Regions from separate parts of the Mus musculus genome. Here regions 2, 3, 4, 5 and 6 are each linked to region 1. The links are chromatin contacts, called in public ChIA-PET, HiChIP or PLAC-seq and promoter capture Hi-C maps. All regions are on one chromosome and are shown on one strand. The core of a region is the stretch at or near the end of the contact, and the rest is flanking DNA. Distances in the headings are between cores, read along the strand shown.

Region 1 (4,146 bases), core at 1,187-3,686:
CATGTCAGAAATCCTGCATAGCAGATATTTTACAATTCATAACAGTAGCAAAATTACAGTTATTAAGTAGCAACTTAACTTTATGTCTGGGGGTCACTACAACATAAGGAACTATGTTAAAGGGTCACAGCATCAAGAAGGTTGAGAACCACTGGCCTAGAGGTGAATATCCTTTCTGGCCCCCAAAAATGTATCTGGGACTGAGGATTTGAGAAACATGGGTTTCTCTCCAACATCCTTTCATTTATACGTAGTCCATTTGTAGAGGCATGTATGTATATGTAATTCTGTATAACTCTCAACATTGTCATTATTTGGGGAAGGAAAGCGTCAGAGACTCTCAAGTAATAAAGTCTGGCTTGAACATCTGTCTTTTGTCCACCTCACTTGTGCTCTCTTTTCTGAGGACAAGATCTCACTTTGTAGCCAAGCAGCTCTTAAACCGAGATCCTCCTATAGCCAGGCATGGTGGCATATACCTTTTATCCCAGCATTTGAGAGGCAAAGGAAGGAAGAGCTCTCTCTCTGAGGCCAGCCTGGTCTAAATAACTAGCTCCAGAACAGCCAGGACTATGCAGAAATGCCCTGTCACAACAAGAACACAAACTGTAAAGTCTCCTCTGTAATAACATTAGCTTCTAATAGATGAAGCTGGGCGTTAGAGACTATGTGGGAAATAACAATTCTGTAAATAAGCTCTATAAAAACGGTGTTTTTATCAAGTTCATTTAAACAACCCAAGTTACCTGAACTTTGTCTTGGTGATTCAGACAGGATTTGCCCATGTCACCCACACTGTACTCAAACTTTGAATCCTCCTGCTTCAGCCTATAAAGTATTGGGACCACAGGCTTGTCCATCACACCCAGGTCCCCAGAACACTTTCCAGGTAAGCCCTGGTACCCTGGCTAGCCAAACACCACTGGCTTGCTTAGGGGTCTGTAGTCCTAAAGAGCTTCGTTCTTTAGTCTGTGAAATTCCCCTTTCTCTCGTGTGATCAAGGAGACCCCAGCTCTGCCCAAGCCCCCAAAGGTGCCCCACACTTGGGAACCAGACACTTCTTTCTCCTGTGTGTTTCAAAGTCAAGGCAAAGAGAGGAGAATCAGTCTGAACAGACTGCTACACACATTTCCCTTTCCAACAACACCCCATTACCAAGGAGTAGAAAAAAATTCCCACAGGTTAAAATCGATCCCATCTTCCTTGGTGGCCCCTTAAGAGCATCAGTGAACGAAATCCTGGGAGACAAAGACCAGTGAAACACAAGAGCAAATCCATCTGAGGAATCCGTCAGAAGAAAGAGTAGCAAGAGCAAGGAAGAATGAAAGGTGGAACTACAAAGCTGGGGGGGGGGGTGCACTTCGAAAACACACTAGTGATCCCCCCCCTTGTTTTCCCCACTGAAATGTCAGTTTTTGAAGCAGCTTCTGATAATGTCACCAGCTTCTCACGTTCTTAAAAAAGACAGGAGGCGCGTGGCGAGGGAGGTGGCTTGTTACCTCTTGACTTCTAAAGCCGGCCATCAGCCAGCCGGCCTTCCCCTCTTCCACGTTTCCATGGGGGATGGGCTTGGGAATCTCTATCAGGAAGGGCTCTGTCCTAAGTCCCAAAGTTTACCCACCCTGGTGGGTGTGTGGGTGGGGGATCCCGAATCCCAAGTCCTCCACAAGGGCGGCACCCAGTCTTCCCGGTGTTACACACTGAAAACCACTTTTCAAATGTCCGTGTGTGAGGAGGATGTCCCCTGAGATGAGATCCACAAACCACACCCGCTCAAGAGCCCTCCCAATCACTCCCTCTCTCCAGTCCCCTCTACAATCCCCCCAGAATCCTCGGGGCCCCACTTCCTGCCACGCGCCCCCCTACCCCACCCGCTGCAAATCTCAGGCCCGCGACTCTTATTTCCCGCGCCCCTCTTCGGGCTCCAAGGTCCCCACGCACACCCTCTCTGCTATCTCGCCCGCGGGCAGCAGGAGCCGCGTGTACAAGCTCGGCCCGAGTCCCCCCCCCCCCCCAACCCTCCGCCGCCTGCCCCCTCCCCGGGCGCCCGCGCCGCCGGCCTCGTGCGCCGCCGTCCCCAGGGTGTCCCCAGCACTCACGGCTGTAGAGGGCGATGCCCGCCGCGTCTGGTCCGGCGCGCACCTCAAGGCGCAGCGCCTGCTGCTCCGCGTGCCGCTGGATCTCGCCGTTCGCGTCGCCGATAGTGAGGAGGCGGGCGCCCGGGAACACAGACACTGTAGCGCAGGGCCCCGCGCCGCCCGGGCCCGCCACCCCAGCGCTCCCCGCACCCGGCCCCACCGCCGTCGCTGCCGCCGCTGCCATCTTAGGTCCGGCTCCAGGCCCCGCTGCCACCACGGCCACCGCCACCGCCGCACCCGGGCCCAGGCCGCCGCCGCCGCCGCCGCCGCCGCTGCCGCCGCCGCGCAGGCCGAGGCCGAGGCCGAGGCTGGCAGCGCGCCGCCTGCCGGCCACGCGACGCCTCGCCGCCGCCGCCGCCGCCACGGGCCGGCTCGGTGGCGCAGCGCCCCCTCCTGGCGCCTGAGGGAGCCGGGCGAGCGCAAGCACGACGGGGGTGGGGCCGGCCCCACCCCGCGGGAACGGTCGCTGCTTTGTGAGGTGGCTGAGCCTCCCGGGCAGGCCGGGTGAAGGCGCCTACGTTGGGAGGCGGTGCCCCGCAGTATGACACGCCCCCAGGGATGCTAAGCCCCGCCCCGAGGCAGCGTTGTGCGAACCGAGGCGCTTTGTGCCACCGCGCACAGCTCTGGAGAGATGGGCAGGGCATGCGTCGGGAGGCGGTGCTTAGCCTTCCCGGCACGCCCCCGGAATGATCAGGCGGCCCCACCCCCCGCTCCGGGCCGGCGACCGGTGATCCACGGTGATCCACAGCCCTTTGTACCACAGGGCGTTTCAGGAGGCAATGCTTGGCCGCTCGGACACGCCTCTGGGGCCAGACCCACCCACAGGCCGGCAGCGAGCGAACCACCATGCTTTGTGCCACTGTGAGCATAGCTCAAGAAAAGTGGAGAGGCGTGAGTCGGAGAACTAAGAAGAAACGCCTCCTCCAGGGCTGAGCTCCGCCCCTAGGCTGGCGTGCTGCGTACTCCCCCAGTACTCTTGGGGGTGAGGCGTTTGTCAGAAGGAGGCGCTCAGCTACTTTATACACCCGGAGGAGGGCTGGCTCCGCCCCCAGGAGGGACGGTTACTAGCAGAATGCAGACGGTGCTCTGCATCTTTTTGTCAAGGGACGGTGTTCTGATCCACGAAACCCTCCCTCGGAGAGTTCGGGCCCCTCCGGGCCAGTGTCCTGCAAACAACCTCTCCTGAGCTTGAGGAAAGACAAGAACCGTTTCCAAACCCAGGTGATTCGGCCACGCCCCCAAGTTAAGGTTCCGCCCTGTACGTTCCCAGGTAAGCTCCGCCTTGATCCCGTCCCACTGGTAAGAAAAGGCCCTGTGATAGGTGTGCTCTGGTTTGCAGGCTCGCACCCAGCTGGGGCCCCTTCCCATGCTGCTCTGGGATAAAGGCTTTTCAAGCCGCGCTCCAGAGCTTGGCCTTCACAAAGAACTTCAAGGCAGTAACTTTAATTCTTTAGCTTCTCCACTAGGACCTCTCCTTTTCACTAGTTAACTCTCAGGTCCCCCAGTGAACTCACAGTGGCCAGTCACTTGTTCACTTTTGCTGGGCCTCTTAGAACTCTAATTTACGTACCCCCTCCTGGGCCTCCGCAAGACTCACAAAAGACTCAACCCTTTCCCAAGTCATCCCTCCCATCTAATGGTGCAAGCACACAATCTCAGGCAGCCAGGACCCACAAAGTGAAGAGTAAAAACGCACTCTGCTGGGCAGTGGTGGCACACACCTTTAATCCCGATGCTCAGGAGGCAGAGGCTGGCAGTCCTTGAGTTCCAGGCCAGCCTGGTCTACAGAGTGAGTTCTAGGACAGCCAGGACTACACTGAAAAACCCTATCTCAAAACAAACAGAAAACATCCCAAAGTTAGGTGTTATGGCAGTAACTTTAATTCTAGCGATCTGGAGGCAGAGGCAGGTGGATCTATGAGTTTGAGGCTGGCTTGCTCTACACAGTGAGTTCCAGAAAAGCCAGGGCTACACAGTGAGACCCTATCTAGAAACAACAACAGCAACA
Region 2 (4,146 bases), core at 688-3,187, 580 kb before region 1:
ACATGGGCTCCAGGGACAATCTCAGGCTCCCCTGCAAAGGTCTTCCCAATCCTCTCTGCTTCCATGGCGTTGTGTGATTGTGTAGTGATTGTGAACATGTGTGTGTGTGTGTGTGTGTGTGTGCATGCATGCACGCATGTGCGCACTGTGTGTGTGTGTGTGTGTGTGCGTGCATGCATGCACGCATGTGCGCACTGTGTGCGTGTGTGTGTGTGTGTGTGTGTGTGCGCGTGCATGCACGCATGTGCGCACTGTGTGTGTGTGTGTGCGCGTGAGTTTCCTAAGGCTTGCTTACAGGAGCATGGGAATCTCACCACTGAAGAAACTGCCTCTCCATCCTTCGGTACCTGTTAACTACCGGCAGGTCTCTAGGAGTGTGTAGATTTATTTATTCTTTTCACTTGTGCAGGTGCCTGTGTGAGTCTATATGCACACAAGTGCAGGTGCCTTCGGAGGCCTGCAGAGGCATCAGTTGACCTGGAGCTGAAGTTACAGGCAGTTGTGAGCCTCCCCGCATGTGTCCTGGGAACCAAACCTGGTCCTCTGCAAGAGCAGTGTACAGTTATGAGTGCACTGGGCTATGTGAGAGATAACCACTGGAGCAGTGTACAGTTATGAGTGCACTGGGCATGTGAAAGATAGCAACCCCTGGGATTATGTTCTTTTTCTCAGGAATTCATTTTTTGGGGAAGTGTATTTTTTAGACAGGATCTCACACTTTAGCCCAGGCTGACCCAGTCCTCCCTATTTAGCCCAGTTGTCTCAAACTCACTCCAATCCTCCTGCCATTAACAGACATGATCTACCACACCAGGACTCTTTAAATCTTTATTACATTTATTTACTTACTTATTATTGGTAGGGCAACAACCCGGATGTGGAGGTCAGAGGACAACTTTTGGGAGCCGGTGCTCTCCTTCCGGAAACCTGATGGAACTCAGGCTCTCAAGTCTTGCCAGAAAGTGCCGCTCTGAGCCATCTCGAAGGCCCATCGCCAGACTTTATTCTTTGGGATTCCTTTGTTGTTCTGTTTAGGTTTTGTTTTGGTTTTAGAGACAGGGTTTCTCTGTGTAGCTGTGGATATCCTGGAACTTGCTATATAGATCAGGCCGCCTTTTAACTCAGAGATCTGCTTCCGCCTCTCGAGTGATGGGATTAAAGAAGTGAGTCCCATTCTGGCCCAGCTTTATTTTGTGGAATTCTAAGGACAACCTATTTATTTATGAATGAGACAGTCTCAGGTCTTGAACTTGCTATGGAGCTGAGATTTATCATGAACTCTTGACCCTCTGACCTCCACGGCCCAGGGTTACACTGCGCACCTGGTGTATACCGGCCTGCGTCTGTGACCTAGGGCTTCGTACGTGTTGGCACGCACTCTACCAACTGAGTCACACCCCAGCCTCCCTGCAAACCGGCAAAATTTCTTGTTTGAAATAACAGGAAAGACCTGCAGTGTGCGGAAGAGGATGGCTTTGCTCCGCCCCTCTGGGTCCCTCTCTGCCTAAATTCCTTCTCTCCCGATCAATCTTGAAGGCCTGTTTTACAGGTGGCTGTTATCTGGCACAGATAGCTCAGTCAAATCCCCTCCTCCGCCCCCCCGCGCGCCCCAAACCCACTGCTGGGATGGAACCCGAGCCGCTCTGGGGCCAAGCAAGCCCTCCACCGCTGACCTGCCACCAGCCTGGTATCTTCTCACCCATTTTAAAGACCGGGAGACCGAGCCTGGCTCAGTCCGGGGCTGGACCTCCCCTGCGCGGCCACCAGAGGCTGTGAGCACCCCAAAAGTCGAAGGCAGGTGGTATTGAAATCAGGTCCCGGGTCTCCCTTAACTCCTGGGACTCTGAACCTTGGAGGCGAGGCGCCAGGTAATGGCTGAGGCAGGATTGGGGCGGGGAAACCGAGGCACCCGCCCTCTGCAACTCTGGACTCTGTAGGGCAGGCAGGGAGCCGTGGGCGAAGGCTGGCCCGCGCCGCCTCTTCCCAACTCGTGCAGCCCGGAGCGACCCGCCGCGAATCCGCAGCTCAGTTGGGTAGCACAGCTTGTCCTGGACCCACCGCCAAGGTGAGACTCGCCCGCCAGGCCCTTGCTCTGCCTCCCACGGGGGAGGGGGTCTCTGTCTGTTGGGGCCACCCCACTTCCTTCCTGTTCGCCTCTACTGAGAGGTGCGAGTGGGGAATGCAAGGCAAACTCTTCGCTGGGTGACCTGGGGTGAGTCGCTGACCCTCTCTGAGCCTTTATGCAAAGCACGGAACGAGAGATTCCAGAATCCGAGCTTGCAGGGACCGGAGGGGTTGGTGGTGAGTGTTCAAGGAAGGAGTCTGGAAAGATTGGGCGGCTTGTGAAGTTAAGGAGGGAGGGGAGGAGGTGGGAAGCTGGCCACACCCACCACAGCGCTGGGCTCTGCGGTCGAAACAGCCTGCAGCTGACTGCTGTAGGTGCCAAGGTCAAAAGGCTACAGCCAGCCACGTGGTGTGTGCCTTCTGGAAGTTCCTTAGGCTGGAAACCGGGTGTGGGAAAGGCCATGGAAGAGTGTGGACAGAACTTCCTGGAAAAGGCAGTTATTGCTGCTGTTTATGATGGCGAGGGGGAACTCGGAGACAGTCCCACACTTAGATGACTCCAGATACACAATTTGCACTAGGACTTACAAAACACAGAGGAGACAGGGGGCTGTTACATGGGCGCCACAGAGGAATTATTTAGGCCTGTAATTCCAACACTTGGAAGTGGCTCATCTTTGGCTACCCAGGGAGGAAGTTAGGGATAGCCTGGGCTTCTTGAGACACTGTCTCAAAACAAAAACAAAAAAAAAAAAATAATTGGAGTGTATGTCACAGGCAAGCCACTGAGGTTCCCATGCTAGAGTCGAGACACCCACCCAGAAAAAGTGACAGCGAGTTACAGACAGCCAAGGGTGTGAAAACACAGACGTTCAGCCTAGAACAGCCTCAGTGCAGTGAACAGTCAAACTCGGGACCTACAGATGCCCAGTACACATTACCATCAGACCCTGGCTGACTGTGCTGGCTTCGAGAAACTTTTCACGGCTCAGTCTGGCCTGGGTGCCCCCGCCCCAGCCCCATTTCCAGTTCTGGGGAAGTCCAGTGCTCACATGACCCAAGGGGAGGGCTTCTGGACAATCCTCGGAGAAAATGCATCATCTTTCCCAATGATGCACTTCTGCCCCAGAGAATAAAGACTCGGTGATCACCGCTTTTGGTCCAGGAGCTTAACTGCCTCTTGCAGCCTCTCTGACCACCTGTGCTTCCTCCAGGGTAAGTGTCAGAGGAGCGAGGTGGAAGAGGCCTGTGGGGGCCACCTTCCCAGCTCCTCAGCTCCTTGCAGGCCCAATTGCTACTGGTGTGTCTGTGGAACTGACGGCTGTAGATGGCTAGGGTGTGTGTGTGTGTGTGTGTGTGTGTGTGTGTGTGTCTTAAGACCGGTCTTATGTCTTTATCTCAGACTTTCTGTTTCCATTTTTCAAACTTCCCAATGTAGCTGAGGCTGGCCTTGAACTTCTGGTCCAGTTGCTCCACCTCCATGGTAGTGCCTGAGTTTATAGGCATGCACCGTGAGACCAGGCTCAGCGGGCTAGTCTTTCTTTGCTTGGACCAGGGTCTCGCTCTCTGTCCTCACCAGAGACTCTGAACTCCCTCTCTTCCTCACAGATGGATTCATGGGTGGTGCTGCTGGGCCTACAAATCATATGGCTCCCACTCCTGACCCACGGTACAGCCCCCACTCCCACCCTGAGATTTGTGGCTGTGGGCGACTGGGGAGGGGTCCCCAATGCCCCATTCCACACAGCCCGGGAAATGGCCAATGCCAAAGAGATCGCCAGAACCGTGCAGACGATGGGCGCTGACTTCATCATGTCTCTGGGGGACAATTTCTACTTCACTGGAGTGCACGATGCCAGCGACAAGAGGTTCCAGGTATGTGCTCAACAGCAGGGTCAGAGGTGACAGCGGTGAGGTCACTTCACACTGGGACCTTCCTCTGGGGAGAGCAGAAGGCAGAAGGATGCCTTTGGGTACCTCGGGCTTCCATTGGTTCCCTTGCCCTTGATTTCTGATTCGGTGGAAGCTGCAGAGTGGCTGTTGACTCCAGAGGAGGGATGCCCTTACTGTCTGCCACAGGAG
Region 3 (4,146 bases), core at 909-3,408, 570 kb after region 1:
CCTTCCTCCCAAGCGAGGGAGCGCCAGCCTCTCAGTTCCTCTTCCAGGAAGCTGAGTACTTTCTTTTTCCTGTCCAGTGTGGACTCTCCCCACTTAAACATTTACACAGCTCTCAGATCCATGGGGAGAGGGAGTAGCATGCTGTGCACTGACTGCCTCCAGCCTTTAGTGTTTGAAGCATGGAGTGGCTGGATGGCCAATGCAAGGACTCTGTTTCACTCCCATGCACGAGTGGTACCTATTTATTTCATTTCATTTCGTCTTATTTTCCAAGCTGGGGACAGAATCCGGGCCTTTGTGCACCATAGGCAGGTGTTCTACCCCTGAGCCACACCCTCAGCCCCTCAATAGGGGATTCTAATCCATTGTTCTGCCACTTCCGGTACCCTGCGGAAAGGCTTAATTTATCTAGCAAGTCATAAACCTAGAACTTGCTATGGAACAGAAGAGGGCTTTGGACTCCCCATCCTCCTGCCTCCACCCACTGAAGTGCAGGGATGCTAGGCTTGCAAACAGTGACCCGCTTACTTATTTATTTTTGGGGTGTTGGAGACAGAACACAGGGCCCTGTGCATGAGAGGAAGTACTGTAACTAACACTGAGCCGCCTGCCTCCATAAACATCTCAATGCCGACATAAGGCACAATGTTAAACACAGCAAGGGAAACACTGTTCGCTCTTAGGGAGCTTATGTTTGGGTGTGCAATTTACACTTTTGTGTGTTTATTTTTTTTTGTTTTTAATTATGTGTAATTGTGGGTATGTGCATGTGTGTACACGGGCCCTTGAGGCTGAAAGGGTCAGATCCCCTGGGGCTGGACTCAGAAGTTGTCAGGTCTGTGGGTGCTGGGACATTCTGTTCTCTGCAAGAGCAGGAAGTGCTCTTGACCATTAGAGGCACCTCTTTAGCGCCTTTTAAAAATTTATTAATTTTAACTTTATACCCATGTGCGTGCATGCACGTGGGTGTGTACATGTACGTGGGTGTGTGCATGTGCCTCAGCAGCAGGCCTTGGAGGTCACAGGACAACTTGCAGGAATTGGTTCTCAATTTCCACCTTGTGGGTCCCAGGCAAGGCCTTACCCACTGACAACTCACAGCCTCCTGGAACTCACTCTGTAGACCAGGCTGGCCTTGAACTCAGAAATTCGCCTGCCTCTGCCTCCCGAGTGCTGGGATTAAAGGCGTGCACCACCACGCCCGGTTTTGTTATTCTTTTTTAAATGCATTTATTATTATTGTACATGTATCAGTGAATGAATGTAGGTGCAGCAATGCCAGTGTGCCCTGTGGAGGTCAGAGGCCAACTTTGCTTCCAGGGACTGACCTCAGGTCAGGCTTCCAGACAAGCCCTTTCCCCTCCCTGCCTAGTGGAGCTGGACAGCTGACCTTCTGTCACTCACTCTAATTTTGGATTTTTTTTTCACCCTGAGTTGTTTGGAGGGAAGGAGCCAACAGGATCATGTGATCCAGATTGGCCTTGAACTCTAAAACAAACCTCCTGCTTCTACTTCACAAGTTTGGAATTAGAGGCCCAAGCCACCATTCCATATTTTTGCAGTGTTGAGGATGCATGCTAGGCAAACACTCAACCACCTGCCTCCACATCCCTGCCTGTTGTTTTTCAGAAAGGGTCTTGAGCAGGCAGTGGCTTAAGGTTGCTAAGAGGACCCTGAACTCCTGATCTTCCCACCTCCCAGGTGGCAGATGCTGGAATGACAGGCATATGTGCCACAAAGCCCAGTTGGATCTGGGAGTTCTTACCAAGTCTTCTGTTTGGGGGGCTGGGTATGATACAGTGTAGGAATTTATTTCTTGTAGAAACACATAGTAGGTGCTTAATCTTGAATTGCTGAGTTCTCACATAGTAGGTAAGTGTGATTTCCTCCATTTCCAGGTCCCAAGCATTAGCCTGGCGCTAAGCCAAATGGAATACAGTTGTTTCAGTACTAGGTCACCTGGGTTAAGAGAGCTGTGACGTCACGCGGCCGTGACATCATGCCACGGCAGTTCTCACGAGTGGGGGTTGGGAGGAGCAGGGCAGGAGTGTGTGTGTGGGGGTGTGGACAAAGGGGCCCTGCTCTTCCCCCGTGCGCGCCCTGGCTAACTGGCGGGCCACATCTGGAATTCATTGCAAGTCGCCGCCGGAAAGAGGAGGAGAGGAGGGCGGGGCGAGCAGGGAGTTGGGGCCGGAGGCAGCGGCTCTGCCCGCCTCTCTCTTGTCCTGGGTCCCCAACTCCGGGACATAGACCGAGCACAGCCAACAGTCTCCAAAACCAACCACTGGCTGTCCCGGGGCGCAGACGCCAAGGCCACTCAGGCCAGGGCAGGGACCCCGGCCGGCCTAGCCAGGTGAGCGCGCGGGGCAGAGGGGAGGTTCCGATCTGGGCGGCCGCGGTTCACGGAGACCCTGAGATCCCAGCTGGGGGGCCCGGTCCGGGGTCAGGCGCTCGTACAGGCGTTGCACGCGCTGCTCCAGGCTCTGCTGCACCGAGGGAACAGATCATCTACCATGCGCCCCTGCCCACTACTCCAGGCAGCTCGCCACCTACTCAGTGGCGCACCCCCAGACTGAGCTCCCCGCCTTCCTTCGGGCAGGAAGTTGGCGCTGAAGAGAAAGGCGGAATCCGAGCGCTTTGAGCTGGAGACTTTGCAAGACTGGATGGGGGTTCTCAGGAAGCAGGGTTTGGGGCAGTGAGGTTGTTGGGGAGAGGTGCAGCATCCCTTCTTCTCTGTCTCCGGCTAGGATGAAAGGTGCTACGGACGAGCGAGCGGGGAAAGCTTTCAGAGTTCATGGGCGGGGTCCCCGGCGAAGGCCGTCGCCCCACCGCCTGTGAGACTAGTTTTTTGCCTCAGTTTCCAGTTAGTTGCCCCTCTCTTTCAGTCTCTCTTTCGGAAGAATCACTTTGTATCGAAGGAAAGGGACATTAACTGCAAAGTCCAGGTGTCTCCTTTTCCTAGCTCAGGGATGGGGCGTAGGAGTGAAGGAAGGCACGCGTGGCGTGGAGTCCGCGTTGTCGCGGGCTACACGGCGTTGGGACCTCGCCCCCCTCTAGAGCATGGGTTGACTCACCCGGGGATTTCCACCTCCCCACCCCCGTCCCTATCCTTGTTGTTAGATGCCCGAGGCGACACCCGCAGAGCCTACTGTCCCCTGCGGGGCAACATGGGAGCATCACTGAGGGGGGGGGAGGGAATGAAGTAGCTGTAGTTACTCTCTCCAGTGCCCCAGGAATCTGGATGTGGGGGGCCTCTGGTGGGGTGCAGAAATGTGGCCACCCCCTGTTGCTTTGTGCAGGATAGGGACATCCTGCGCGCGTGTCGGGGTCTCAGGAGAGAGAGATGGCGCCGCCCCAGCGCAAGCGAGTGTGGATACCACGCATTCCTCGGCCTGATAAGGAGCTGGAGAGTGCTGCCTGAGCCAGGCGGGTCTTACTGTCGCCAAGGAGACGCGCCCGGCTTCAGCTTCCTATAGTGGTAGGGTAGGGGTGCTGCCAGGAGATGTCCCCATGCTTTGCATGCGAACGAGCCCCCCAATTTCAGGCTCTTTCATTCATTCATGCGCCTGCCTCGCTTGCACCAAGCAAGAGAGGCTGAGGGTGAACTTGGTAGCTGGCCTCACACGATACTGTGGAAAACAAGATCATTTCCGATGATAAAGTCAGATGCTCTGATAGAAATTAGGGGTGGGCTGTGCTGGGTAAAATGCCTTATTTCTTTAATCCCAGTGCTCAGGAGACTGAGTTAAGGGGCATCTTTGTGAACTCAAGGCCAACCTGATCTACGAAATGAGTTTCTGGTCAACCCGGATTACACAGTAAGACCCTGTCCCAAAAACAAAACAAAAAGAGAAGATAGTTCCTGAAGGCCTAGACAGTGACAGTCGAATGAAATCCAAAGATAAGATAGTCTGCCGGAAAAAGTGTTTGTGTGGGGGTGGGGAGGGGGTCTGTAGGATATACCAGAGGCAACTACAGCAGGTTTCGACCTCAAATGGGCCTTGGGAGGTTAGTGTATGCCTGGGCCCTAGGGAGCCATAGAGATTGTGGCGATGGGAGGTGAGGATAAAAGTTCTGAGCTCTCCGGCAGTTCTCCCTTGCAAGTTTGGTGGGCAGCAGACATGCATAAGGGGCTACCACAAGCAA
Region 4 (4,146 bases), core at 1,009-3,508, 540 kb after region 1:
ATACACATGTAAAGAGGAAACCAGCTCATTCAAGTTGTCCTTACTGCCACATATACAAGTTTTCCCTCACCACCAAAAGGCTAAAATATTAAACAAAAAACCCAAGCTCATCATGGAGATGGTAAAAAGTAAGTTGCAGCCTGGCATGATATTATGCCCACCTTTAACCCCAGCACTTAGGAAGCAGACAGGAGGATCCCTGTGTGCTCAAGACCATCTTGGTCTACATGAGCTCCAAGACAGCCAGGGCTACATAGTGAAACCCTGTCTTGAAAAACAAAACAAAACAAAACAAACAAACAAAATGAGTTTCCTGGTTATGAGCATGTGTGTCCCACCTGTATATATAAGTATGTATCTTTGCCTGGCACCCACAAAGCCAGGACAGGGCATCGGTTCCTACAGAACTGTAGTTACAACTGGTTCTAAGTAGCCACACAGATGCTTACATCCTGTCTCAGCCTCTCCTATGCTGCTATTACAGACAAATGCTGAAAAATCTGGCCTTCTTAGATGTCATTTTTTTTAAATCATGTTAATAGAATTTACTTACTTTTTTAAATGATTATTTATTCATCTTATGCATATGAGCACACTGTAGCTGTCTTCAGACACACCAGAACAGGGCATCAGATTCCATTACAGATAGTTGTGAGCCACCACCATGTGGTTGCTGGGAATTGAACTCAGGACCTCTGGAAAGCAGTTAGTGAGCCATCTCTCCAGTACTTAGTATTTTTATTTTTATTTTATTTTATTTTTTTTAAAGATTTATTTATTTATTATATGTAAGTACACTGTAGCTGTCTTCAGACACTCCAGAAGAGGGCATCAGATCTCATTACGGGTGGTTGTGAGCCACCATGTGGTTGCTGGGATTTGAACTTCGGACCTTCGGAAGAGCAGTCGGGTGCTCTTACCCACTGAGCCATCTCACCAGCCCAGTATTTTTATTTTTACTTATGGTGTCATGTAGCCCAGACTGGTCTGGAACTCACTATGCAACCTTGACCATTAATTTCTTGATTCTCTTATTTCCACCTCTACAGTGCTGGTGGGGTTAGAGGTGTGGGTTACCAGGACATGTGTATGCTATAGAAGGGAACCCAGGACAAGGTGCATGCAGGCAAGCCCTCTAACAGTGCACACCTCCAGCCCTAATAAAAAACACTTCTAGAGAATTTTCTCTGTTGTGGATTAATCTACCTAGTCGTCACACAACTTCTTTTGTTGTTGTTGTTGTTGTTGTTTTTGTTTTTGTTTTTTGAGACAGGGTTTCTCTGTGTAGCCCTGGCTGTCCTGGAACTCACTTTGTAGACCAGGCTGGCCTCGAACTCAGAAATCTGCCTGCCTCTATCTCCCAAGTGCTGGGATTAAAGGCATGAGCCACCACCACCCGGCTGTCACCTAACTTCTTGAGGTCTGACAAAACGGAGACCCAAGCACAAGAGAGCAAGGCAGGATGTAATAGGTCAGGGTGACAGCAGGGTTGAGTCATTCGCCTTCCAGCCCTGTAGCAGCGAAACTGATCACCCCTTTTGTCAAGTGGAGAAACCACGGCAAGTTCCTCCCATTGCACCCTGCACTCACCGAGGCGCCGTTGCAAACACGTCGGGGTGCAGCTCCGCCAGGCCGATGCGCTCCTGCTCAAAGCCTCGGAGAGACTCGACCCAGGCTTGCACCGGACGCCGGTGCACTGGGATCCGGAGCTCACACTTGCGCAAAACAGGATCTAGGAGACCTGGCGGGGGGTGACAAATGAGCGGTCAAGGGTCAGGATCAAAGCTCAGTACCTTCTGTGCTATCTCCCCCCACTCTGTGTGTCAAGGTCCCGGTCGTCTCACCAGCGCTATCTCGCGGCTCTGAAATCTCGGCCGGCCGCTCCGCGCCTTCCGCTAGAGAGTGGATGACCTGGAAAATGACAGGCGGGAGTTAGAGGTGCTCTCGGAGGTTCTCAACCTTTGACCTCCGGCCTTGACCTCAGCTCAGTGCCCTACCCGGGAGCCAGAGAGTCGAAGCGAGGCCCGGGAAGCGGCCTGGAACAACCGCAGCATCTCGGAGGACCTCTCGCAGCGCCGAGGTCGCTGCGGTACGGACGCTCGCGGCGGTGGCTGATGACGTCGTATGTGCGCCGGGTACGTCACGAAGGCGATTCCGCCGCCATCAGCGCCAGGTCCCGAAGCCTGAGGCTGTGGATCAGCTCCACTTGACAGCCGGAAGCCCCGACACCGGAGAGCCAGAGCCGGGTGCCGGGAAGCAAACCCCAGAGACGCGGTTCTCTTTTAACCAATGAACCTCAAGTATTGATGGAGGGTCCGCCCATACCTGGGCGGTACCTGGCTAATAAGCGTTTATCTTTTTTATTGAACGTGGATGAGCCTCCTGCTACACTGCGTATTTTGCCTACATTTTTTTCCTGTGTCTTTCTCTCCCTTTACCATTATTGATATGAATTGACTTTTGTCTTTTAGAGTAAGGGTCTCACTCCTGACTCACCCTATGCAGCGCAGGGCGACCTCGAACTCAGAGAGATCCACATGATTCTGATTCCTGAGTACTGAGACTAAAGATGTGTGCTGGGCTGGGCCGTGGTGTTGCATGATTTTAATTCTAGCACTCAGAAGCAACACTGCAATTCGAGGCCAGCCTGGTCTATATAGTACATAGTGACTTCAGAGTGAGACCCTGTCTGGAAATTAAGAAAAAAATTTTAAAGGTGTGTGCCATGTCCATGTCATGTGGCTATTTTTCGCTTTTTCAATATATATGTATTTTAATTTTTTACTTTTAAGAAATATTTTATTTATTTTATACATATAAGTGCTCTGTTTGCATGCCTGAAGAGAGCATCAGATCCCATTATAGGTGGCTATGAGCCACCATGTGGTTGCTGGGAATCGAACTCGGGAAGAGCAGACAGTGCTCTTAACCACAGAGCTATCTCTCCAGCTCCTATTTTAGTTTTCTTAATTTATTTTTGTGTTTGAGTGTGGAAGTAAGAAGACAACTCAAGGGAGTTGCGATTTCCTTTCACTCTGTGGATAGAACTCAGGCCATCCAGTTTGGTGGCAAGCCACCTAACCAGCTGAGCCATCTCAAACGCCATCCTATTCTTTTGTAAACAAGGCTTCTCTGTGTAGCCAAGGATGACCTTGAGTTCAGAGTCTCCCTGTCTGGCTTCCGGAGGTCTGGATTGCTGGTTGTCTGCACCGCTATGCTTACATGACCAGGTGAATCTAATTTTATCTGATCTTCCCTCCCCCTCTCTTTGGTGTGTGAAGGGGTCTGATTTGGCTGGCCTTGAACTCTGTGTAGTCAAGAGTAACCTTGAATTTCTGATTCTTTTTTTTTTTTTTTTTTTTTGAGACAGGGTTTCTCTGTGTAGCCCTGGCTGTCCTGGAACTCACTCTGTAGACCAGGCTGGCTTCGAACTCAGAAATCCGCCTGCCTCTGCCTCCCGAGTGCTGGGATTAAAGGCATGCGCCACCATGCCCGGCTGAATTTCTGATTCTTCTGCCCCCCACCTCAAGAGTCCTGAGATTATATGTATGTGCCACCATGCTGGTTTATTTAGTGCTAAAGATCAAGATGTTTGTGCAGTTTAGGTGCCCTAGCAGCTGAGCCATCTCTCCAGCCCCTATGGGGTTTATTTATTTGTTGAGAGAGAACTCCAGTATGTAATCTTGAAATCCTCCAGCCTCCTCTTTCCAGATGTGTTTGATTCTTTAAATGAAAGTCCTGCCAGAAAGCTTTCAGTATTTCTTAGATTCTCCAGGGCTGGCTATATCCCTCTGAAATCCCTCCTATCAGCCCTGTGTCCCTCCACTCACATCTAATCCAGGATCCTGCCCCCTGTCCTTCTAGGACTCTCCCAGGGCAGAGGGGAAAAAAAAATTACCTCATGAACAGATCCAGATCACCTCACTAAGAACCTCTCCAAAGATAATTGAAAGAGTTTATGGTTTGTCTCTGTTCCACACTTGACCTTCAGGGGGTGCTGAGAGCTTACACCTGGCTCACTGCCATCCACTATGAGGGCTGGACAGAGCTTGGACTCTGGTCTCTGAGCCAACCTCCTTTTCATCACCTGGATAATGGGAAAATTGTGATTCTTTTGTAAATGAGGAGTACAAAGGGTGGAATTCC
Region 5 (4,146 bases), core at 959-3,458, 520 kb before region 1:
CTACACCAGGAATCCAGAGTCCAGATCAGCAAGCTGCCCTGGCCCGCCACAACCCATCCAGGCCTGTTTTTGTTGAGGGCCCCTTCCCTCTCTGGCTTCGTAATAAGTGTGTCTACTATCACATCCTAAGAGCTGACCTGCCACCTCCTGAGGAAGAGGTGAGTTACTGGCCAAAGCATTTGCTGCCAAGCCAGACCACCTGAGTTTGACCCCCAGGGCCCATGTAGAAGGAGAGATCTCACTCCTACAAGTTGTCCTCTGAATTACACAGGGGTATGCATAAATGTTTACCCAAAAAAAAAAAAAAAAAAAAAAAAGGCAAGGCAGGCCGAGCTCTCTGAGTTTAAGGCCAGCTTGGTCTACACAGCAACTTCCAGATTAGCCAGAACTACAGATTCTGTGTTGGGGGTGGGGCTGGCACTGTCCTGAAGGCTCAGCTGAGGGACAGGTTTTGTGTTCTGGCCTCTAATCCTGCCTGCTCTCTTGCCTGAGGTAGAAAGTAGAGGAGATCCCAGAAGAATGGGAGCTGTACTACCCACAGAAGCTGGACCTGGAATATTCAAGGAGTGGTTGGGACGACTATGAGTTTGACGTGGATGAAGGTAAAAGCAGGTCTCAACACAGCACATCTGTGTGGTGGCCATTTGTCCACGCTCCACAGGATGAGGGGTCATATGCCCCCCAGGGTACCTCTCCTTGGCTACTCCCTCTCCCCTTTGTACTATCTTTTAAGGAGCATTCTATACTGACTAGTGATGTGACCAGAATACGCGCAAGCCTCAGGTCAGCAGGGAACAGTCAAGTTATATGTGGGGAGTTGGGAGGAGGCACATGGTAGCCTCCAAGTTAGGGCTCAAACTTAGTCTCTTGATAGTATCTGAGCAGCGGGTGGCATGGCCAAGGGAAATGTAGAACATTTATGTGGCACAGGGAGCTGGCTGTGAACTCATGGAGGTGCTCAGAGTACGTCACAGTGGTGAGACACAAACTCTTCTCCTAACAGTGACAGAAGGCCCTGTCTTCGCCATGTGCATGGCTGGTGCCCATGATCAGGCAACATTGATCAAGTGGATCCAAGGCTTGCAGGAGACCAACCCAACCCTGGCACAGATCCCAGTGGTATTCCGCCTGGCCAGGTCCACGGGGGAGCTCCTGACAACTTCAAGGCTGGAGGGACAGTCCCCTCCCCACAGTCCTCCCAAGGGGCCTGAGGAAGATGATGAGACCATTCAGGCAGAGCAGCAGCAGGGGCAAAGTTGAGTCAGATAGAGCTGGCATGAGGAGAAAAGACTGGGCTGGTATGAAATAATATGGAGAAAATAAAAAAATCAAAACCTCTTCCCTGGCCCTGTGGCTTCCCTTCGTATGTTCTGCATGGGCTCTTTTGGGTTTACCACCTTGGGACCCTTTTTTAAACTTGTCTTTTCAAAAATTCCATTTATAGATGGGCGTGGTGGCACACGCCTTTAATCCCAGCACTCGGGAGGCAGGCAGACAGATTTCTGAGTTCGAGGCCAGCCTGGTCTACAGAGTGAGTTCCAGGACAGCCAGGGCTACACAGAGAAACCTTGTCTCGAAAAACCAAAAAAAAAAAAAAAAATCCATTTATATATTTATGGTATGGGAGGGATGTGTGGAGGTCAGAAGACCATTTGCTGGAGTCTGTTCCGATATATGACCCTGTGAATCTCGGAAATGTAACTCAGATTGTCAAGTATGCCAGCCATCACCTTACCTGCAGAGCCGACTTGTTGGCCTTTAAAAACATCTTTTAAATGTATTTACCTTTATTTTATGTGCATTGGTGTTCTGCATGTATATATGTTTATGTGAGAATGGTAGATCTTGGAATTACAGACAGTTCTAGCTGCCATGTAGGTGCTGAATTTGAGCGCAGGTCCTCTGGAAAAGCAGTGAGTGCCCTTAACCAGTGAGCCATTTCTCCAGCCCTTTTGAAAAAATCTTTAATCACATTGCCGAAGAATTCAATAGAGAGGCAAGGATTACCTGAGTTTCAGTACCCAGTGCCTCTACCTCCCAAATAACTGACTTGTCAACAGAACGCACTTCCATGGCCTGGGCCGGACGGACTACGCGCATGCGCAGCTATGGCTAGTTGTCCCCGTTTGGCGCCGCGGGCAGAGAAGACCCTGTGAGAAATCTCCCGGCGGCGCAGACTAGGCGCGCCACTTCCGGTCGAGGCTCCTAACAACGGGGGAGGCCGGTAACCAGGGAGGGGGGGATGGCGGAGCGGGCTCCAGAGCCCGGGGCGGAGGCGGAGGCGGGCGCAGGCGGGGAGGCGGCGGCAGAGGAAGGCGCGGCAGGCAGAAAGGCGCGGGGCCGGCCGCGGCTCACCGAGTCGGACCGGGCCCGGAGGCGGCTCGAGTCCCGGAAGAAGTACGACGTGCGGCGCGTGTACCTGGGCGAGGCGCACGGCCCCTGGGTGGACCTGAGACGCCGCAGCGGCTGGAGCGACGCCAAACTTGCCGCCTACCTCATTTCGCTGGAGCGTGGCCAGCGTAGCGGTCGCCACGGGTAAGGGGGCGCGGGGCCGGGAGAGGGAGGGAGGGAGAGAAGAAGCCGGGGGAGGGACGAAAAGGGCAGCGGCCCCGCCCCCGGAGCGTGAAGCCCCACCCCCGGGCCGCCTGGCGGCCCTCGGTCTCGGGCTTAGGCAACCCAGACCCCTCACGCGCCTCCTCGCGGCTCCGCCTCCGACCCATTGACTACCCAATGCAAGCCTGTGCCCCACCCCTCTGCCCGCCTTCGGAAGCTCCGACTGGCCCGTCTGAAGAGTCGACCCGCCTCCACTGGCCTGGCCTGGGGCTGGCTCTCAGGTGTAAACCTCCAAAGGTGCTGGGCACTCTGATTTTCTGCGTATGAGTGCCTTGCCTTCGTGGATATATGTGTACCACGTGCATGAACTACCTGCAGAGGTCAGAAAAGGGTGTCGGATCCCCAGAAACCACCATTGTGAACCACCATGTAGGTTGTGGGAACCAAACCCGGATCCTCAACAAGAAAGCAGCCTTAACCCAGCCACCTGTTTCAACAACCTTGTCAGGGTTACTTGTGTGCATCCTGAGTGCTGGGACTAAAGGCATGTGCCAGGCTTGGTGTGAGGGCACTTTTATTCTTGTGTATGTGTGCGTGTGTGGTGTATGTAGGCCCACATAAGGAGGTGGGAAGACAGCTTTGCAGAGCTAGTCCTCTTCTACCACGTGCCCTCTAGGGATCAGACTAAGACCATGAATGGTTCACCACGCTGTAGTTGTCAGACCTATTGGTAAACTGTCATGTGCAGCTTGCCACACTGAGAAGCAGGCTCTGAAAGTGTAGATGGCCTCTCCTGTTTGAGACTCAAGCATGTCTCTCTCAGTGTCCTCCAGGAAGAGACAAGGACAGCAGAAGTGCCCAAGAGTAAAAACCCCATGCCCTTAAGAACAGCTAGAAGGTGGAGCATTTCCAATAGAGGTTACTCCTGCTGTCTCACAGTGCAGGTGTCCACAGTGGGAAGACAAGCTGGATGCTAAGCCATGGAGGGAAAGCTCACCCTGGGACTCCAGCTGTTGCCCCAGCTTCCCCAGCCAGTAGCTGCATGGTGTGAACACTGGATTGGATATTATCTGTCTGGTTTGCACAGACAGTTCCAGCCAGCCAGGGCTGCATAACGATACTCTATCTCAAATAAAATACAAAATGAAAATAGAGAGCATAGAAAGGGTTTGGCCCATAGTAAGGGTTCAGGTGTAGCGTGTTCTGCTCTTGTCTGCACTCATCTGTATGAATGATTCTTTAAGAGTTGATTCTAGGCCCTGAAGAGGTTGGATCAGTAGTTAAGAGCATTTGTTGCTCTTTCAGAGGGCCTGGGTTTGGTTCCAGTCACCAGCATTGTGGTTCACAACCATCTGTAACTCCAGTTCCAAGGGATTCCATGCCCTCTTCTGACCTCCAAGGGCATCAGGCAGGTGCAGAGACATGAATGCAAGTAAAAACTTATGCACATGAAATAGTAAAATCATTTTTAAGAAGTTATCCAGGCATAGTGGCACATGCCTGTAATTCCAGCATTTTGGAGGCAGATGCAACTAGAGCTTTTTGAGTTTGAGCCCAGCTGGGTCTATATGTTGAGTTCCAGGATAGCCAGGG
Region 6 (4,146 bases), core at 467-2,966, 510 kb after region 1:
AGGTCAAGCTCGGCGAGGCATGAGAAATTGACCCTGTGGTCCTCCCTGCGTGCCAGGACCCTGGCGGTGAGCATCGCACCCCGCGCTCGGGGTGGCTCGCCTACGAAACTGCGGCGAATCAGCTCCTGGCCGCCCCGCAGCAGGGTCAATGTGAGGCTCGCTCGGGGTCCTGCTCCCGGGACCCTGCAGCTCAAGGTGAAGTTCTCGCCCACTGGCTGCCAAGAAGGGAGCGGCACCAGCTCTACCCGATCCGGTCGCTCTGCAAGGGACCAAAACCTGGGCTTTAGCGAGCTGTAGTGCTCTCAGGACAAGCCTAGGAAGGAGGACCAGAGAACGGGTGGGCGGAGCTTTAGGGGGAGGTCCAGGGACCCAAGGGGCGTGTCCACACTGTACTCACGGAAAGTTCGGATGAGTCCACGCGCTTGGAGTGTGCGGCGCGCGCAGCGGAAGAAGCAGACCGGCTGGGTCTCAGGCTCTCGGATGTCCACCAGCTGCCGAGCCAGCCAGCGCAGACCCCTCTGGGTCCCGTTTCGGCGTAGCGAGGTCTCCAGGCCACCGCGCTCCGGCCGCGGACAGTTAGTGCTGCAGTTGAGCCACAGCGAGCCCCCGCGCTCCACGAGCGCCACGCGGGGCTGAAGGTCCGCCCAGAAAGGTTCTAGCGCGACCGCTGCCCAGGAAAACGCGGGCTCAGCCTAGGGACCCCATCTCTGAAATCTTAGTGGCCCCCATCTCCCAAACCAGGGGTGTCTGTAAGGACGAGGAAAGACCACCGCCAAGAAATAGCACGGGAGTCCCGCATCCCACTCAAGATTCGGGACTGACGCACTCTTAGAGGGGCGTCTCTGGAAGCCTTGCTGCCTATGGCAGAGATGGGGAAGCTCGGTGCAGGGATGGGGTCTCAGATGAACACATCAATAGTGAGGAGGAGGAGATTCCAATTTGGGGGGATGGGGAACCAAGTCACTCTTAAGACCCTGACAGGTCGTCAGGAAATGGGGGGGAGAGACACCGAGGCTGGGGGCGAAAGCAAAGTAGAAATGAGAGACTGAGTCAAAGGCTTAAAGGAGATTGTCCCCAAACTTGAGTAACTTGGACAGAAAGCCACAAGGTTAGATTCCGGGAAGGAACCGTGAGGAAAGCCCTAGAAAGCCGGTTGCCAGGGCTCCAGGTGGAGGGGAAACAGGGCCTCTGAGTTATGACAGTTGAGGAGATAGGGTCTTTGAGGATCATAAATAGGGATGATGCTAGTCTGTGAACCATAGGACACGACAGAGCAGGAGAGAACAGGAGAGCCACAGTGTCTCCTGAGCCAGGTTGGGTGCAAAACCCCGAATTCAGAAAAGGTGCTGGGTTCCGATCTGAAAGATCGAGGTGTGTTGGGGTGGAGGAAGGACAGGGAGAAGCCCGGAGCTCCAGGTGGTGGCAGAAGCGTGGGAAGCTAGAAGAGGGCGGAGCCTGGAGGGGACACCCGGGCCGCCCTCTCTGGTCCTTCAATTCCGCCCCCGCCTTATCCACCTGGCTCCGCCGGCGGGCTCTTCTTACCTGAGATGCCTAGGATCCCCAGGCCCAGGGCAGCCCAGAGGCCGAGGAGCGCTCGGCGCAGCCCTGGCGAAGGCCCCGGCATTGCCGCCGCTGCCGGGGAGGGGAGAGCACAGAAGGCGAGGGGAGCGCGAGTGATGGAGAGCGGGGCTGGGAGGACCGCGCAGCGCAGCGGGTGGAGTGTGGGGGTGGCAGAATTGCGCCCAGGGATTGGTTTAAACGTTGGTAACTTGGTTTCTAAGGAGGGGGCGGTGACAGAGGCGGTGATGGGGGGCGAGCTGACAGGAGGCGAGCGCGCACTGGGCTTCTCCAGGCCTTAATGCAGGCGAGCTAGCCAGGCAAGAGCGGTCCCCCGTGGGGGAAAGATCTACATGGAGGTCGGCCTAATGATCTAAAGCCTTCTGGGGGCGACCACGCTCTCCCGCGTCATCCCTGGCGAAGGAGGGAAGGGATGCTGAGAGGCCCTGCCCAAACACCCACCACCATAGGTATAGAGTCTGAGACAACGCGCTGGGTCTCCAAGCCACGCCCATCCTCGGTCCCTCCCACCAGCGCCTGTTTGAGCAAGGGTGGATGGAGAGGTTGCTTGTATTAGCTTGGGGAGTCAATAGTATGCAGGAAATGTGGTTCTAAGAGGAGAATGTGAGGATGCCTTCCTTAACTGAGGTTTCGTTTTGACCTCCAGCAGGCTAAGTATGGGAGCCACGCCCCTAAGACCTCCTCCGCGCACGCGGCGAAGGAAGAGGGGGATCAAGTGCCAGCAAGACTCGGACACGTGTGCGTGTGCGCAGCGTTCGCAGGCTTCTAAATTAGAGTCGACTCCGGCACCCGATCTTTATTTACCCAGAGTGCAGCGGGAATGTGTCTACAACGCTGTTGTGTGTCTAGTCTCTCAGCAGAGCTTCTGCGCCCTCCTCGCCAGGAGTGTGGCCGCCTCTACTGGGTAACTAGTGCGAGATTCTGCAATTCACGCTGGACCAAAAGATCAACTGGGGACACTTTGACCCCAGCTTTGACATCCCTCTCTACATACATACCAGACTCGGAGACAACAAGCACAACGCCAGGAAGCAAGTCTGTGACAGCTCACGTGGCCTGAACAATCATCTCTTAACTTGTTGCTATGCTAGATTTCCTATCTAGTTAGCCGCTTCCTCTACTACTTGAAGAAGGCCCCGCCTACTCGAGTGTTTCTACCTCCCCCCCCCCCCCCAATTAATGATAACCTTGGGGAATCAGGTCTAGCTCCACCCGCTGGCCTTCTCTAGTAACGCACAGGCTCCGTAGTGGAAAAGGAGGGAGGAGAAGGGAAACTTAGCCTCCAATCAGAGCTCCGGCCTGTATCAGCGGAGCCAATCAGAAAAAGCCATACCAAGAGTCAGCCCTGGAGGGGAGGTCAGTTTAGTCTTTCTGCCCCGCACAAATAAAGCTAACAAAACTCTACGCAGAGGAACTCGGGTTCTAGGACCCCATGCTGGCCTTGAAGGAGAAATTTCAAGGTGTTGTTTCCTCCAGTACTACCTCTAATCTACTAATCTTCAGCCCCTACGTAAGGAATTTGGAAAAAGTAAGGTACCTTAAAAAAGAAACCACTTTCTCCAAGAACCGTAAGGCAGAGACTGAGGAGGAAGACTTTATTGTTTCAATAAGAGTCTCTGAATTAATTACTCTGAAGTTCTTTTCCCCTCCCTCTTGTCAGGCATCGAAAACAGATCTATAACTAAGTCTGCACAGCCAGGTACTTGCGCACGTAGACAGCCCCCACAGCCAGGAGGATCCCCACCAGGGTTGCGATGGAGGTAGAGGCCAAGGCTATAGAGGCTGGGCTTAAAGCTGTGGGCAGGAGTGAAAATCAGGAACTAGGAGGTCTGAGGACCGCCAAGCGTGGAGCCCACGCCTGTTCTGCAGGCCCCCTTGGAGTGGCAACATCCCCTCTCCCGCACCCATTCCCTGGGATTACAGGATGCCTCACCGAGGACTGTCAACATAACAGGTGCCGAGCTGCTGCGCACCACTAGCCCGTCGAGATTGAGGCGCGCATGGCAGGTGAGTGGCTGCCAGAGGTCGTTGAGTCCGGCCCGCATCACGTAGGTCAAAGTGACATTAGCCAAATCTGAACCGGTGAAGCGCTCCAGGCTTTCATGATAAATCACTCGGCCACCTCTTCTCAGGCTCACCACCAAGAATCCCACTGGGAACACGTGTGTCACATAGCATCGCAGAGTGTACTTGTGGCCCACTAGGACCGGAGGCTCCAAGATCACGCTTCTGGGCCGTTCTAAGGCAAGAGAGATAAGGCCCACAGGCACCCCTTAAAGCAATTACCATCTATCCGCTTCCTCCACCCCTCTCCCCTCACCCCAGCCCGGCCTGAGCCCCGGTCTCCCTCACTGTAAGCAGTGATCCTGGCGGTGGCCTCTCGGGTTTCTCCTGCGCAAGTGACGACGCAGCGCACCTTGGAATTCCAGGCCCTCACATCCAGTAGCTGGTAAGATACCCAGCCGGATCCATTAACTATCTTTCCCTGCCGCAGTTGGGTGCGCAGGCTGGAATGCACCGGCAGGGGGCAGTTGTGGCTGCAGTTAAGCCACGCTGAGCCCCCGGGAG

The links. Promoter capture Hi-C pulls out the DNA fragments that hold promoters and counts their contacts. ChIA-PET counts read pairs in DNA pulled down with a chosen protein or histone mark. HiChIP or PLAC-seq counts read pairs in DNA pulled down with a chosen protein or histone mark.
Region 2: a contact with region 1 is called in an RNA polymerase II ChIA-PET map of memory CD8 T cells, with 45 read pairs. The contact joins the promoter of Acp5 here to the promoter of Carm1 in region 1. A contact is called at or near these places in 3 of 115 datasets of contacts at active chromatin or transcription factors (T-cell acute lymphoblastic leukemia, embryonic stem cells and memory CD8 T cells).
Region 3: a contact with region 1 is called in a promoter capture Hi-C map of liver, with 6 times the contacts expected there. The contact joins the promoter of S1pr2 here to the promoter of Carm1 in region 1. A contact is called at or near these places in 5 of 39 promoter capture datasets (cranial neural crest, hippocampal neurons, liver and 1 more) and 3 of 115 datasets of contacts at active chromatin or transcription factors (bone marrow-derived macrophages, embryonic stem cells and memory CD8 T cells).
Region 4: an RNA polymerase II ChIA-PET map of memory CD8 T cells shows a contact between it and region 1, with 16 read pairs. The contact joins the promoter of Mrpl4 here to the promoter of Carm1 in region 1. A contact is called at or near these places in 2 of 115 datasets of contacts at active chromatin or transcription factors (memory CD8 T cells and microglia) and 1 of 9 other capture datasets (liver).
Region 5: a contact with region 1 is called in an RNA polymerase II ChIA-PET map of memory CD8 T cells, with 59 read pairs. The contact joins the promoter of Zfp653 here to the promoter of Carm1 in region 1. A contact is called at or near these places in 4 of 39 promoter capture datasets (hippocampal neurons, liver and pre-B cells), 4 of 484 Hi-C or Micro-C datasets (CD8 T cells, embryonic stem cells and rod photoreceptor) and 4 of 115 datasets of contacts at active chromatin or transcription factors (astrocytes, epiblast stem cells, memory CD8 T cells and 1 more).
Region 6: an H3K4me3 HiChIP or PLAC-seq map of embryonic stem cells shows a contact between it and region 1, with 8 times the contacts expected there. The contact joins the promoter of Icam5 here to the promoter of Carm1 in region 1. A contact is called at or near these places in 2 of 39 promoter capture datasets (liver and neural stem cells), 5 of 484 Hi-C or Micro-C datasets (B cells, CD4 T cells, CD8 T cells and 2 more), 7 of 115 datasets of contacts at active chromatin or transcription factors (embryonic stem cells, epiblast stem cells, large pre-B cells and 3 more) and 2 of 9 other capture datasets (liver and pancreatic islet).

Annotation. Positions count from the first base shown.
Region 1 is chr9:21,545,184-21,549,329 of GRCm38.p6, reverse strand. Carm1 (coactivator-associated arginine methyltransferase 1) reads right to left here and starts at 2,436. Exons shown (of 16, transcript NM_021531.6): 1 at 2,100-2,436. The coding sequence starts at 2,322. AB124611 (cDNA sequence AB124611) reads right to left here. Exons shown (of 7, transcript NM_001198794.1): 7 at 3,999-4,146.
Region 2 is chr9:22,129,656-22,133,801 of GRCm38.p6, reverse strand. Acp5 (acid phosphatase 5, tartrate resistant) reads left to right here and starts at 1,937. Exons shown (of 5, transcript NM_001102404.1): 1 at 1,937-2,065; 2 at 3,673-3,939; 3 at 4,144-4,146. The coding sequence starts at 3,673.
Region 3 is chr9:20,974,805-20,978,950 of GRCm38.p6, reverse strand. It overlaps S1pr2 (sphingosine-1-phosphate receptor 2), which reads left to right and starts at 2,158. Exons shown (of 2, transcript NM_010333.4): 1 at 2,158-2,353.
Region 4 is chr9:21,000,849-21,004,994 of GRCm38.p6, reverse strand. Mrpl4 (mitochondrial ribosomal protein L4) reads right to left here and starts at 2,258. Exons shown (of 9, transcript NM_023167.2): 1 at 1,998-2,258; 2 at 1,845-1,911; 3 at 1,591-1,741. The coding sequence starts at 2,054.
Region 5 is chr9:22,069,438-22,073,583 of GRCm38.p6, reverse strand. It overlaps Zfp653 (zinc finger protein 653), which reads left to right and starts at 2,208. Exons shown (of 9, transcript NM_177318.3): 1 at 2,208-2,535. The coding sequence starts at 2,243. It overlaps Ecsit (ECSIT signalling integrator), which reads left to right. Exons shown (of 9, transcript NM_001253897.1): 7 at 10-158; 8 at 497-602; 9 at 1,004-1,338. The coding sequence ends at 1,260. Gm16845 (predicted gene, 16845) reads right to left here and starts at 2,582. Exons shown (of 3, transcript NR_040407.1): 1 at 2,420-2,582.
Region 6 is chr9:21,029,608-21,033,753 of GRCm38.p6, reverse strand. It overlaps Icam5 (intercellular adhesion molecule 5, telencephalin), which reads right to left and starts at 1,716. Exons shown (of 11, transcript NM_008319.2): 1 at 1,543-1,716; 2 at 398-667; 3 at 1-259. The coding sequence starts at 1,624. It overlaps Mir1900 (microRNA 1900), which reads left to right and starts at 1,426; the gene lies at 1,426-1,503. It overlaps Icam4 (intercellular adhesion molecule 4, Landsteiner-Wiener blood group), which reads right to left. Exons shown (of 3, transcript NM_023892.3): 1 at 3,931-4,146; 2 at 3,512-3,817; 3 at 3,158-3,372. The coding sequence ends at 3,260.